Regions from separate parts of the Gossypium hirsutum genome. Here region 1 is linked to region 2. The links are chromatin contacts, called in public Hi-C maps. All regions are on one chromosome and are shown on one strand. The core of a region is the stretch at or near the end of the contact, and the rest is flanking DNA. Distances in the headings are between cores, read along the strand shown.

Region 1 (6,362 bases), core at 1,198-3,697, 140 kb before region 2:
AAGTCTACCTCGGGTTCGGCGATATGTAGGTCGAAAAGGGTAAAGTTTTGGTGGAACAGAGGAACGCCACGAACAGCAGACAGATCGGAATCTGACAACATCAAATCGGGCTTCAAGGCGTTCGGATATTAGAACTAGAAGCTCTTGTGGGAGTTGAGACCAATCTGCCATTTGAGATCACTAGTTTTGCTTTGCATTCAGATCTGCTATGGGCAACAGTAGCTGCCTGCCTGCCAACTTTTCTTATTAAACATATTTAGAATAGAATTAAAAAAAAAAGTTCAAGTAAATCGATAAAATAAAAATAAAAATAATTGTTTTTTCGTTTTCTATTCTGCTTTTGAGGAACTTGATCACTTTATCCTACTCTAAAGTAGTTTCAAAATAAAATAAAAAAACCTTTGGACTCAGTTTTCTAGAAAATAATGGGAACATCTACAATGTACCTACAAATTACAGAGTGAAGAATTGTCTCGACTTTTGTCAAATGTTATTCATTTTCACATTGAGGGACGCTTACAATAATCAACTAAGAAGAGATCAATTCTTCGAATTCTTGAGAAATAAATCACAACTGACGTTGAACCAAAAAAAAAACAACTGCCACAAAATATGTACAATTAAAAGTTTCCCTGAAAGAAAATGGCAATAAATTCATACTTCATTAAGTTTTACATCAAGGCTTCAGCTTTGAAGCTGGAAAAAGGAAAAACTGCAAAGGAAAGGTATCCGATTTACAACATATTATGCAAGACCCTGGTGATATAGCTCCGAAGTCTGTAGAGCTGGGAATGGAATGCTCTTCCTTTTAGGTTTGAAAGTCAGGTCCACTTTGTTGTCTGCAGATGTAGGCTCACTTGTTCGGGGGTGTTCCCCTAATCTGGAATCTGGAAACTGCATTCATTATCCATCATATGACTCACTGGAATGGCTGTGTTTTATTATTATTATTTGAATACTGAATGGTTGTGCTTGAAGATGAGAAGACGTGGGCTGTTTATGAGGTTTTGCAAGAGCTATATGGACAGCTTCTTGACGAGATAAGATCTAAGGGAAGACCCAAAACTATTTAAGTTATGTCTTATCAGTTTAATACCAGAGACATGAAAAAAAATAACGCCGAATTTCTGGGTTTCAATCAGAGATTCATGAAAGTTACTCGACATTTAATGATACTCTTATCGAACAGTATGCTGCGGTATCTTTTGATGGTTTGTCCTATTGGTTGACAAATCTTGCCGCATTGAATGCATGATTTAATTCTCGAATCTACCATTGCAGAAATGCCTCTTGAGGTACTGACTGCTATCTGTTACTTTTGTGTTCTATTAGTACATAGCAGTTTGCTGTTTATAGTAATCTGATTGAATGCCATTAACAATGCGAGAGAAAAGAACATTGTAAACATATTAGCTGATTTCCAAATGGTAAGGCCGCAAAGATATAGAAATAATGAACTGCCGTATGGTAGAATCTCTGATTCCAACTCCTTTGCTTAACTTGGAAGTGAACAGCATTTTTGTTTAGGCTAAAATTCCTTTCATAATTCAATTGGTTCAATCAATTCATATTGATTCCTGAAATAATCAGTTCAATACTTTTCTTTGAACTGATACCTTGACTGGTTCCAATCCAATCGGTCGGTCCAATTCAAACAACCATCTCAAAATGCATGAGATTGAAGCCTAGAAAATGAGTTTGGAATGTCGTTATCAATTAATACTAGCACTCTCTTTTGGTTTTTATCTTCCTTCCTCTCATAGTTGTTGGCTCAAGTAATTAAGTGGGTTTATTTGTTCAAAGCAGAAGTTGGTTGAACCGAAATTTGGATTCTTTTTAACAGCATTGGACTCCAACAAACGATAACAGATATGTTGTAGTTGATGATGAAGATGAAAGTGGATTTGCCGACTTTGATCCCATATCAGTTTTCGCTAAGCCATTGGAAGGAGGCAATGCAGTGTGATGATTTTCCAAGAGAAAAGGGAAGCAAAATGAGTCAAACCTTGGGAAAACTGAGACAAATAATGGATGGAGAAGCAATGAAAGCTATAGGCAAGAGAAGCATGTTGAGTATCTCCTTAGGTGCACATGCAGATGTAGGTAGCCTCCATGAGGAGTGAATTGAGTGCTAGTTGGGTCACTGAAATGGACACAGATCACTCACTTAAATAGTTCAAGTACACCAGCAAGAGCATATTGAAGATGCTGGCTCTGAAAACTTCACTAGAGAATGAGGACCGATGACCATTGATGGTCAGGTCGTGCCAAAAAGAATGTTCCCTAACGATAATGTCAATGCGCAATTTAGGAGAATGAAGAAGATAGATGCAATTCAACAACTTAGGAAATAAACATGGTTCCAGTCCATGTCTCCTGAGAGTGAAATTCATGCTGAGAATCGTGCCCTATTAGCAAACATGTCACCTGAAGAAGGAACTAAACAAGCACAGAATGATCTGTCAAACAATGATATAAGCACTACAAATATAGAGAGCAATAATCCCAGTCACAACAAGCTCAAACATTACAAAGAGTGGCCTTGACAATTGCCAGGGAGTTGAGGCTGTTAAGGAATTGAGATTTTCCATGGATGGGACTATTGTTGGAAATGAGTTTGTCCATATAGAGATAAGCAAAGAAAAATCATAACAGTTTGTACATACCAGTACACATTTTCAGTAAATATTAAATGGGTAGTCTTGAGAGTAGGAATTATAAACAGCAAAAGTTGAAGCCGCACTTTGAGCTTGGAGAGGGACGATCCCTGCCAACCTTTTCCTGCGGAAGAAGTTACTCTTTTTGAGGGGATTTGCTGCTGTAGAGAGCTAAATTGGACTCAGAAGACTTGCAGAAGTTATCAAATGAGTTGAGTTGCGTATAATTTCTTAATTTCTTCCATTATTTTTACTTATTGGTTGTTTAATCGAGTCTATCCTCAATAACGTGGGTAAAAGATAAAATTTTGGTGGAACAGGGTAACGCCATCACGAGTAGATGGATCGAAATCTGACATTCGGCTATTAGAAATAGAAGCTCTGGTGGGAGTTGAGACCAATCTACCATTTGATATCACAAGTTCTGCATTTACACTCAAACGTCTATGCGCAGCAGCTGCAACAATGTTATTTCCTTTGGGTTGGGTGTGGTGGCATATACGACGAAGCCTCTCAAATGACCTTTTGGGTTGGGCCAAGTCCAGTTAGAAAGTTATTTCCTCTGGGTTGAAAACAAGACAATGTTTTTTTCGTTCAAAATTGAAACATCGAAGAGCCGGAGGAGAACCTCCCTTGAACCCTGGAACCTATGGAGAAGAAGCAGGAGCAACGAAGCGGCCATAAAACCAAAAGGAATGAAGGAAAAGTTGCTTCTTTGAAGGTATTTGCTAGCAGTTCAATCGATGGAGACGATGCTTCCAGCTTAGTTGGGAGCATAATCGAAAAGGGAATTGTTTCGAACAATGATATTAGTAAACCCATTCAACCCCCTCGCCTCTCAGTGCTTCCTTTCCCTGTTGCACGCCACCGCTCTCATGGTCCTGTAAGCCACCGCAAATTATACTCTTCTTTTTTCTTCTTCTGCAATGATTTTGTTCTCTATTTTATTTTCTTTATTGGTTTGCTATTCATTTAAGTTACTTAATTCAACAAATTTTGAACATTTATAAGATATATGAACACTTTTTATGTTTTCCTTTCTGTATTGTTTCTTTTGGGATACATAAATTACCATGCCTATGATTGTAAAGGGGAGGTAATTCGTTATTATTGATTACTACAAATTTGGGTACGGTTGTTGCTTGGAAGAGTAAGGCAAAACCATAAGTTTAATACCTAACAAACATGGGTTTGGATTTTGGAATGGGGGCAATCAACTAATACTAGCAGTAATGGTGTTCCTTTTTGGTTTTATCTCCCTATCTGTTATTATTTAATTAACTGGGTTTATTTTTGGTTGAGTTTGATTTGTTCAAAGCAGAAGTTGCTTGAACTGATACTTGGATTTGTTTTCACAGCATTGGACTCCAAGAAGTGATAACAGAAATGTTGTTGAAGAAGATGATGAAGATGAAACTGGATTTGCTAACTTTGATCCTATATCGGTTTTCGGTGAACCTATACGGAGGAAAGAGAAAAAGAATTTGGATCTTAGCCATTGGAAAGAGGCAATGCAGGGTGATGATCTTTCCCAGAGAAAGGGAAGGGAAACAAACCAGTCAGACGTAGGGAAAACTGAAAGACAAATGATGGATGGAAAAGCCATGAAAGATCTAGGCAATAAAAGCATGTTGAGTAACTCCTTTGGTGCACATGCAGATGTAGCCTCCATGGATGTAGAATCACATCTAAATGCCCATAGGCCTTTAGCTAAAGCTGAAGAAGCCATGAGGAGTGAATTGACTGCTAGTTCAGTCACTGGAATGGACCTAGATGACTCACTTCAGTTACAAAAAGAAGAGCATGTTAAAGATCATGATTCTGAAATTTTCAGTAAAGAATCAGGAACGATGGTTGTTGATGGCCAGGTCATGGCGAAAAGAATGTGTCATAATGATAGTGCCAATGTGGAATTCAAGAGAATGGAGAAGATAGATACCATGGCTCCAGAGCAATTCCGCAACTTAGGAAATGAACGCGGGTCCATGTCTCTTGAGAGTGAAATTGATGCTGAGAATCGTGCCCGATTAGGGAACATGTCACCTGAAGAAATAAAAGAAGCACAGGCTGAGATTTTGCTGAAGATGGATCCTGCTTTGCTAAACTTACTGAAAAAACGAGGCCAAGAGAAATTAAAGAAGCAAATTGACACACACTCAAATCAGGCTGCTGAGAGTCAATTTGGAATTAGATGTGAAAATCAGTCAAACAATGCTATGAAAGCTCCAAATATAGATAGCAATAATCCCACGGTCACAACAAGCTCAAACATTACAGAGAGTGGCCTTGACAATGGTGTAAAGCAGAACGTAGATTCCGCAAGTGGCAGTTTGTGGGATGCTTGGAGCCAGAGAGTTAAGGCTGTTAGGGAATTAAGGTTTTCCTTGGATGGGGCTGTTGTTGAAAATGATTTTGTTCAGATACCAGAGATACGTAAGGCAAAATCATAACCATCCTTCTGTTCTTTTTTTTTTTTTTTTGGTACATTTTTACTTAGTTGCTTTTATACATACCTGCTCGCATTTTTTGCTAAATATTATGTATCAATAGGTAAATGGTAGACATTAGATCTTGTTGTCACTTTCTTGATAAACTCACTAAAACTATATTTGGTGGCATTTATTTGTTTGTCTAGAGAACAGTTTATAAATAAACTCTAGCCATACAAGGAACGGCAGATGACTGAATAAATATTGTTTTGCCTTTTCCTTCTATTACTGTATTGCAGGAGGTGATATTGTTGCTGAACGTGACTTCTTACGAACAGAGGGAGATCCTGGTGCTTCAGGTTATACAATTAAAGAAGCAGTTGCACTCACAAGAAGCATGGTCAGTTTATATTTTATTTATTATTTTATTGGATGACATGTAGATCTTTAATGCAAATGCAGCTGCATGTTGTCATGATATAGCTAGATTGTGCATGTCAATCTTAAATATTGTTGCAGTTTATCTTTGATATGACTATACTGATCTCCTGTTTTTACTGATATTGTTGACTTTAGATTCCAGGTCAACGGGCCCTTGCATTGCATCTCCTTGCATCTGTGCTTGATAAGGCATTACGTAATATTTATCTCAATCCAATTGGCTCTACTCCGGCTGATAAGGACAATGTTGACAGCACTGTTGACTGGGAAGCTGTTTGGGCTTTTGCACTGGGCCCAGAACCTGAGCTAATCTTATCATTAAGGTTAAATGAATTTTTATCCCAAAAAACCGAATAATGTTAAGTCAAACTGTTCTTTTTCCTGTTAAAATTTAGATGTTGATTCATAAAATGATTTTGATTCTGTATTCTTTACCCTTGAATTTGAATATTTTGAAATCTGTAGGATGTCGCTTGATGATAACCACAATTCTGTAGTTTTAGCAACAGCCAAAGTTATTCAGTGCGTATTGAGCTGTGATATAAATCAGAGTTTCTTTGATCTTTTGGAGGTAGATTTCTATCTTTTATATGCCTTGTATGTCCATATGTAATGTTTAGTTTAACCAATGTTCTATATTGCAGAAAACAGCAATTGACATGAGGGGTACTTATACTGCTCCTATATTTCGGTCTAAACCAGAGATTGATGTTGGTTTCCTTCATGGTGGATTTTGGAAATACAGTGCTAAACCTTCAAATGTTCTTCTTTATGGAGATAATATTGTGGAAGATGAAACTGAAGGGAAGCATACAATTCAGGATGACATTGTTGT
Region 2 (5,928 bases), core at 2,729-5,228:
GTGAAAAAGAAAACACTCACTTTCACACATCCAACAGCTTAATAGAATTTTTTTTCTTTAATGACATCCAACAAGTTTTTAAATAATTATTATTAATTTTATTAATAAATATTATTTTAAAAAGAATTTTATTCATTTTATTTATCACATAATAAATGTGTCATAGGACTAATATTAATTACATTTAAAAATATTTTATAGACACTCGTTAAGAACATTTGTCAGAAACCTAGACAACAACATGGCTTTTAGACGTTTGTTAGGCCCAGCTTGTCGAATTATGTTGATCAACTTGTCCAAGAATATGTTAACTGACTTATTTGTATTTTATTATTAAAAATAAATTAATTCAAACATGATCCACGATTTGCATTAATGATAAAAAATCTTATTCAAAAATTCTTGCTATTATTTAAATATTCATGTCAATCATTATTAATTTGATATTATAAAAATATTTATTCTTATTTAAAATAAAATATGTTATTTTAAGGTATTTTAATTTATTTATTTTTAATAAATAAATAAATAATTTGAATTTAATGAAATTTAAACCATGGCATTGAGTCAATAAAACTTTAAATTTACCACTAAATTAAAATTTTACCTTGATATATATAGCTGATTTTATTTTTATTATGCACGGTTTATTATATTTATCAATTATATATCTATACATATTATTATTTAAACTTTTAACTAAGTTGATGTAATGAGTCATTGGGACACCAACACAGTTAAAAAATTATGAAAATGTCTATTTTGGTTTAAATTAAGTTATATTATTTTAGGATATTTTAATCTTTTTGTTTAAAATAATAACTTGCATATGGTGAACTTGAACAATAAAACTTTAACTTTACTACTCAACCAGAATTTTATTTAAAAATATTTTGTATCACATTTAAATATCACACTTTATTACCTTAATCAATTGTATATCTTGCTAATGTTATTAATTGAGTAACTCGACATCAACTCAAGATCAATGATAACACCATGATAAACAATTATAGTATATTTAATATTATTAGTTTAATGTATTTACGTATTTAAATTTTGTTTTACTTACAATCTTAACTAATTTTTTGTTTTAATATTTTACATATTATATATGTTATTATTAATTAATTTCAAATTATATGTTTTATTATTTTTTATATATTATTTTTAAACAAGCATATATATTTTAAATACATAATTTCAACACATATGTATAATAAAATTTGAAGTAATATTTATTAAACTGCCTTACATCATATAAAGATCGGAAATTATACTTTTTAAAGGATTAATCAAAATAATTTGTATTACAGTGTTTATTATTATTTTTGTCATTAATACGATCCACGATTTGCATGTTTAGAGCCTTCATATCGCTTATAAAAGATCGACGTATATTATTAGAAACTTAAATTAGCCACATTACTATTTCCTTTTTAAGATTAAAAGATCGAAAGACGCAAACTTTTATTACATCGTAGTGGTCCATATTTGATTCGAAATTGAAAAAGTGGATGCAAATGAATCGGACGAAGTAGGTTCAAACAGGTGTCAGGTTGATTAGCAAAGAACCGAAACCAATGACGGCGACTCTGATCCTCAACGGAGAAGGTTTGGATTACATTTGATGCTATCCACTCTTATTGCAGACACGTCACCATCTACGTTTTTAACCCAACCTGTCACTTGTCCCTATCATCACGTTCTTTCTCAACCCCACACGTTACCCACCCCCAACCCATCAATTGTGATGAGTCCCCATAGTAAAATAAATAAAATCTAAATCAAATAAAAGGTGAAAGCACTCTTATTTTATCTACTTAAAAAATTATATATTAATTTTTATATATTAAATTAAAAAATAAATTAATTTAATTTATTAAAATTTTATTTCTTTATAATGTTAAAAATTGATATGATTAATAAAATAATTAAATAATGACATTTAACGTATCACATATACTTAATGTTGACGTATAATGATAAATTTTTAAAGGTAAAAATAAATAAAACTTTTAACACAAATATCAATTTATTCTTTAATTTGATATATATAAAAACTAATTTATTTATTTTCTGAATTAGATTAATAAGCAAAACAGGTGTACCAAGTACCTTGTAGGAACAAACCTTTTTGTCGGTGTCTTTCTATGCTGAAATTCAAATTGTTCACACTCCACGTGAATCATTAGTATCTCGCACATTTTCCCAACTTCCCGGTGGGTGTACTATGATTCAAGAAATTGAACAAAGTTTATATTGGATTTGATATATCTGCCAAAACATATGATTTACTGAATTTAAATAAGAAAATTTACTATACGTTGATCGATTGTAATTAAGTTAGTAATATTTAACCTGTCATTATTTGAATTGTTATTGTACAAATAATGATAATAACAATTTGTGTTTGGTTTTGTTGTAATAAAGATAATACTTGTTATGGTAGCAAAAATCAAAGGTGACCCTACAAATTAACGCTGGCCTCCAAGCAGTGAGGAATGAGGAGGAGGCTCACATTGTCGTTTTTCCTTTCTATTTATGATAATAAAAAAGATTCTATTTGCGAGAAAAAGTGATTCCATCTTCTATGAATCGGGACCATTTTTGGTTCATTTGGAGTTTTAGTGGAAACACAATCCCATGTGATTCAGTTTTATTAAAACCCAACATTTTTCACTATCACAATATTAAAAACATCATTTATTTTTTTTACTTTAATTTCATATTTTTATTTTTTATATTTGTTAAATTTTAAAATTTTAATCATGACCCAATTTATAATATTTAAATTTGTTAAATTAAATTTAAAGAAAAATTGAAGGCTAATCTAGATTGAAATTTTAAATTAAAAAAACAATTATTAAACATATAATATGAAACTAAAATAAAATTTCAAACTAAAATTTGGGTCCAAACTATAATTTCCAAATAAAAAGAAATAGTAAAAAAAATCTCTCTAATTCTTTTCGATTTCAATATTAAATAAATTAATTTTTTTTAAAATAATTTTATTCCTAATTTTGAAAGTAAATAACATCAATAGAATCAATTTATGTTATATGGCAAGAGAAAAATCTATTAATAATAAGGAACACAATATTAAATTCTTATTGGTCCATTAAAGGAAAAAAAAACCTAACAATACATAAGGAAAACATTCAAAAAAAAAAATCAATAAAATTTGCTAACCTCCCCCAGATAACTTAAGCTTAAACCTTATCTCTTCTCACCGACCATTAAAAACCAACCATGCAGAGCTTCATTTCTATTTACAACAGTTGTGCTTTTTTTTTTTTTCCAATTAAATACTTTCCAAAATTATCAATTGGATTAGCCCCAGAGAATTTTTAAAAATAAATTATTTAAAAATTATGATTTTACTTGATGAGCAAGAAAGAAAATTAAAGTAGGAAACTGCTGGAAATGTGAGGAGTTGATTAAGGCTCCAATTTCTGGCACCATGGCCATAGCTTCCTTTCCTTCTTGGTCTCTCTCAGTCACGATCATCTCATTATTTGTCTCTTTTAACATAAACATAACAAAATTCTCTAAATATTAAAAAGAACCCACCTTCTGAATATGATTACAGGTGGGAGATATTTTTATTAGGTGTATGTAAGTTGTGAAATTTACATTACATGGACTATTAGAAATTTAACATTATTAAGGATAAAATTATTTTGGGTTTCTTTAGAAGGGTTGAATATGTTCTTTTATCATTAAAAGAATGTAACTAAATTATAATTTACATAGATTAATAATAAATTGAACCAAAAAGCAAAATCTGAGAGTAAAACTCTGGCCGTATACCCAAAGGTAATTTTGATTAAGTGTAAAATATTTATTTATTTATTAAGAAAGACAAAAAAGTTAAAAAGGGGTGGAATTGTCTTTTGGGAATCAAGATCTTATCCACATCAGTGGGGACTGGTGGCACTCGGCATATGCCTTTTGGCCAAATTTTATTCGGCAAGAGGAGTAAGTGGGGGCTTCTTGGCATTGTACATAATTCATAGGTGGGTTTATCATAGGGATTAATTATTGAAATACACCAAAAGAAATTAATAGTTTTATGATACTGAGTTGTGCTGCCTTATCTTGTCTGATGTGGCCTCACCCTTTACACCTCACTTGCTTTGACCCAACCCAAATCCCTTAAAGAAGTGCACTCCTTCAGCAACAGATCAACAATATGAACGGTTTGCGCTGCTTTATCATTTTATTGATTATCACGTTTATTTTAAGATAATACATAATTAAAATTTTCGGTAAAATTTCTATATAAAAATGTTATCAATTAGTTTCCAGTATATATAAAAACAACTCCTTAATTAAATTATAAAATTAAGAATTTCACAAAACCGTAAATAAGCTACACTTTCTTTCAAGTGGTTTACAAATCTAGATAGAGTCCAATATTTATACATGCTCTAGTCTTCTTCTTTTTTGGGTCAAAAATATATACTTTAGTGTAGTGAGAGATAAATAATATGTTGTTTAGGTGCTTGGGAAATAAAACTTTTTTTTTCTTAAATCTGCGTTTTCGATATAAACTCAACGTAAACGAAAAGCAAAAGGATCATCACATTCACGCCTTTCCTTTCCTTGCCTTACCTTTTTGGTTTTTGCCTTATATCTTTAATTTCCCCTTTCATTGCGTTTGTATTTTCTTTTTTCTTCTTTCAATGGTGATGGACGATAACGAGAGCTGCGTGAGCAAAGCGAACGATTTTTCGCCGTTGCAGAGCCGGCAACAGCGGCAAAAGCTCGAGGTCTACAATGAGGTGCTCCGGCGGCTACGTGATTCCGACATTGAAGAGGCTAATCGGCCTGGCTTTGATGACGAACTTTGGGCTCACTTCAATCGTCTACCTAGTCGGTATATCCTTTATTACGTTTTTTTCCTTCTCCAAAATTTACTGCATGCATAACATACAAAAACAAATACTACTAAAATTTCTACATCCCCCCCCATCTATATCTGTAATAACAATTTTTTTAATCGAGATGCTCAATCTTAGATAAGAGTTTCTTTTTATCAATTTTTTCTGTTTGAATTTTGTTTTTCGCATTTAATTTTTGGAGTTAAGGAACTGTTTGCCTTAATATTTTATCTAAGTAAGGCTTAATATGAAATTTTCTTGCTTAAGATTTTTTTTTTGTCATTTTAATTCTTTATGGTTCGTTTTGATGCTTGGCTTGTTGCCTATAAGATCGGAAACAAGTAAAGTGAAGCAGATCTGTTTGATCCACTTTTCATTTTTGTTTTGAATTAATCAATAGTTGTTTTAATTAAGAGCGAGTTTACTCATTGCAGCTATGCGTTAGATGTGAATGTGGAAAGGGCAGAAGATGTTCTTATGCACCAGAGATTACTGCATTTGGCTCATGATCCTGCCAACAGACCGGCAATGGAAGTTCGTCTCGTGCAGGTAACTTTCTCTTTCTTGTTAGGTTTCAATTTCATAACAAGGCACTCTGATTTGCTCTACTTTTTCAGTAAAAGCGAAAATTTGTTGTATCTTTTTTTTTTGTCAATTTCGAATGATTGGTATATGGTTAATGTCATGAATCATGTGATGCGGTTCACCTTGCCTCGTCAGACTTTGGTAATTGAAAGTCGTCAGGTCCCACTTCTAAGTACCTAGCTTTTTTAGATTATTAAAACAATATTATTGTATTCTACAATAATAAGCATACAAACGTACGTATACCTTTGAGAAAATTTGGGAGTTCAAATAATATTTCTCTCTTTGGGGTTCCAGTAGCATGTTATATATGTTGCAGTATAATGTCCTTTGCATAGTGTAATCAAGCTACTGTATTCAGTTGGTTAGGTTACCTTTCCTATGATGTTTATAAAGTGCATGCTTAATTTTTCATTAATAAGTAAGTTTATGGTTTTTTACATTAAATTTGACC

The links. A called contact is a pair of places that touch in the nucleus more often than the background predicts.
Region 1: a contact with region 2 is called in a Hi-C map of leaf, with 1.6 times the contacts expected there. The contact joins the promoter of LOC107920037 here to the promoter of LOC107920401 in region 2. A contact is called at or near these places in 10 of 34 Hi-C or Micro-C datasets (callus, fibers, leaf and 1 more).

Annotation. Positions count from the first base shown.
Region 1 is chrA01:108,109,122-108,115,483 of Gossypium_hirsutum_v2.1, reverse strand. It overlaps LOC107920037 (transcriptional elongation regulator MINIYO), which reads left to right and starts at 2,447. Exons shown (of 10, transcript XM_016849532.2): 1 at 2,447-3,540; 2 at 4,016-5,090; 3 at 5,386-5,486; 4 at 5,663-5,850; 5 at 5,993-6,098; 6 at 6,172-6,362. The coding sequence starts at 3,307. It overlaps LOC107918421 (F-box protein SKIP23), which reads right to left and starts at 1,111. Exons shown (of 1, transcript XM_016847982.2): 1 at 1-1,111. The coding sequence starts at 171.
Region 2 is chrA01:107,973,304-107,979,231 of Gossypium_hirsutum_v2.1, reverse strand. It overlaps LOC107920401 (serine/threonine-protein kinase STY46), which reads left to right and starts at 3,978. Exons shown (of 16, transcript XM_016850107.2): 1 at 3,978-4,885; 2 at 5,324-5,438. The coding sequence starts at 4,497.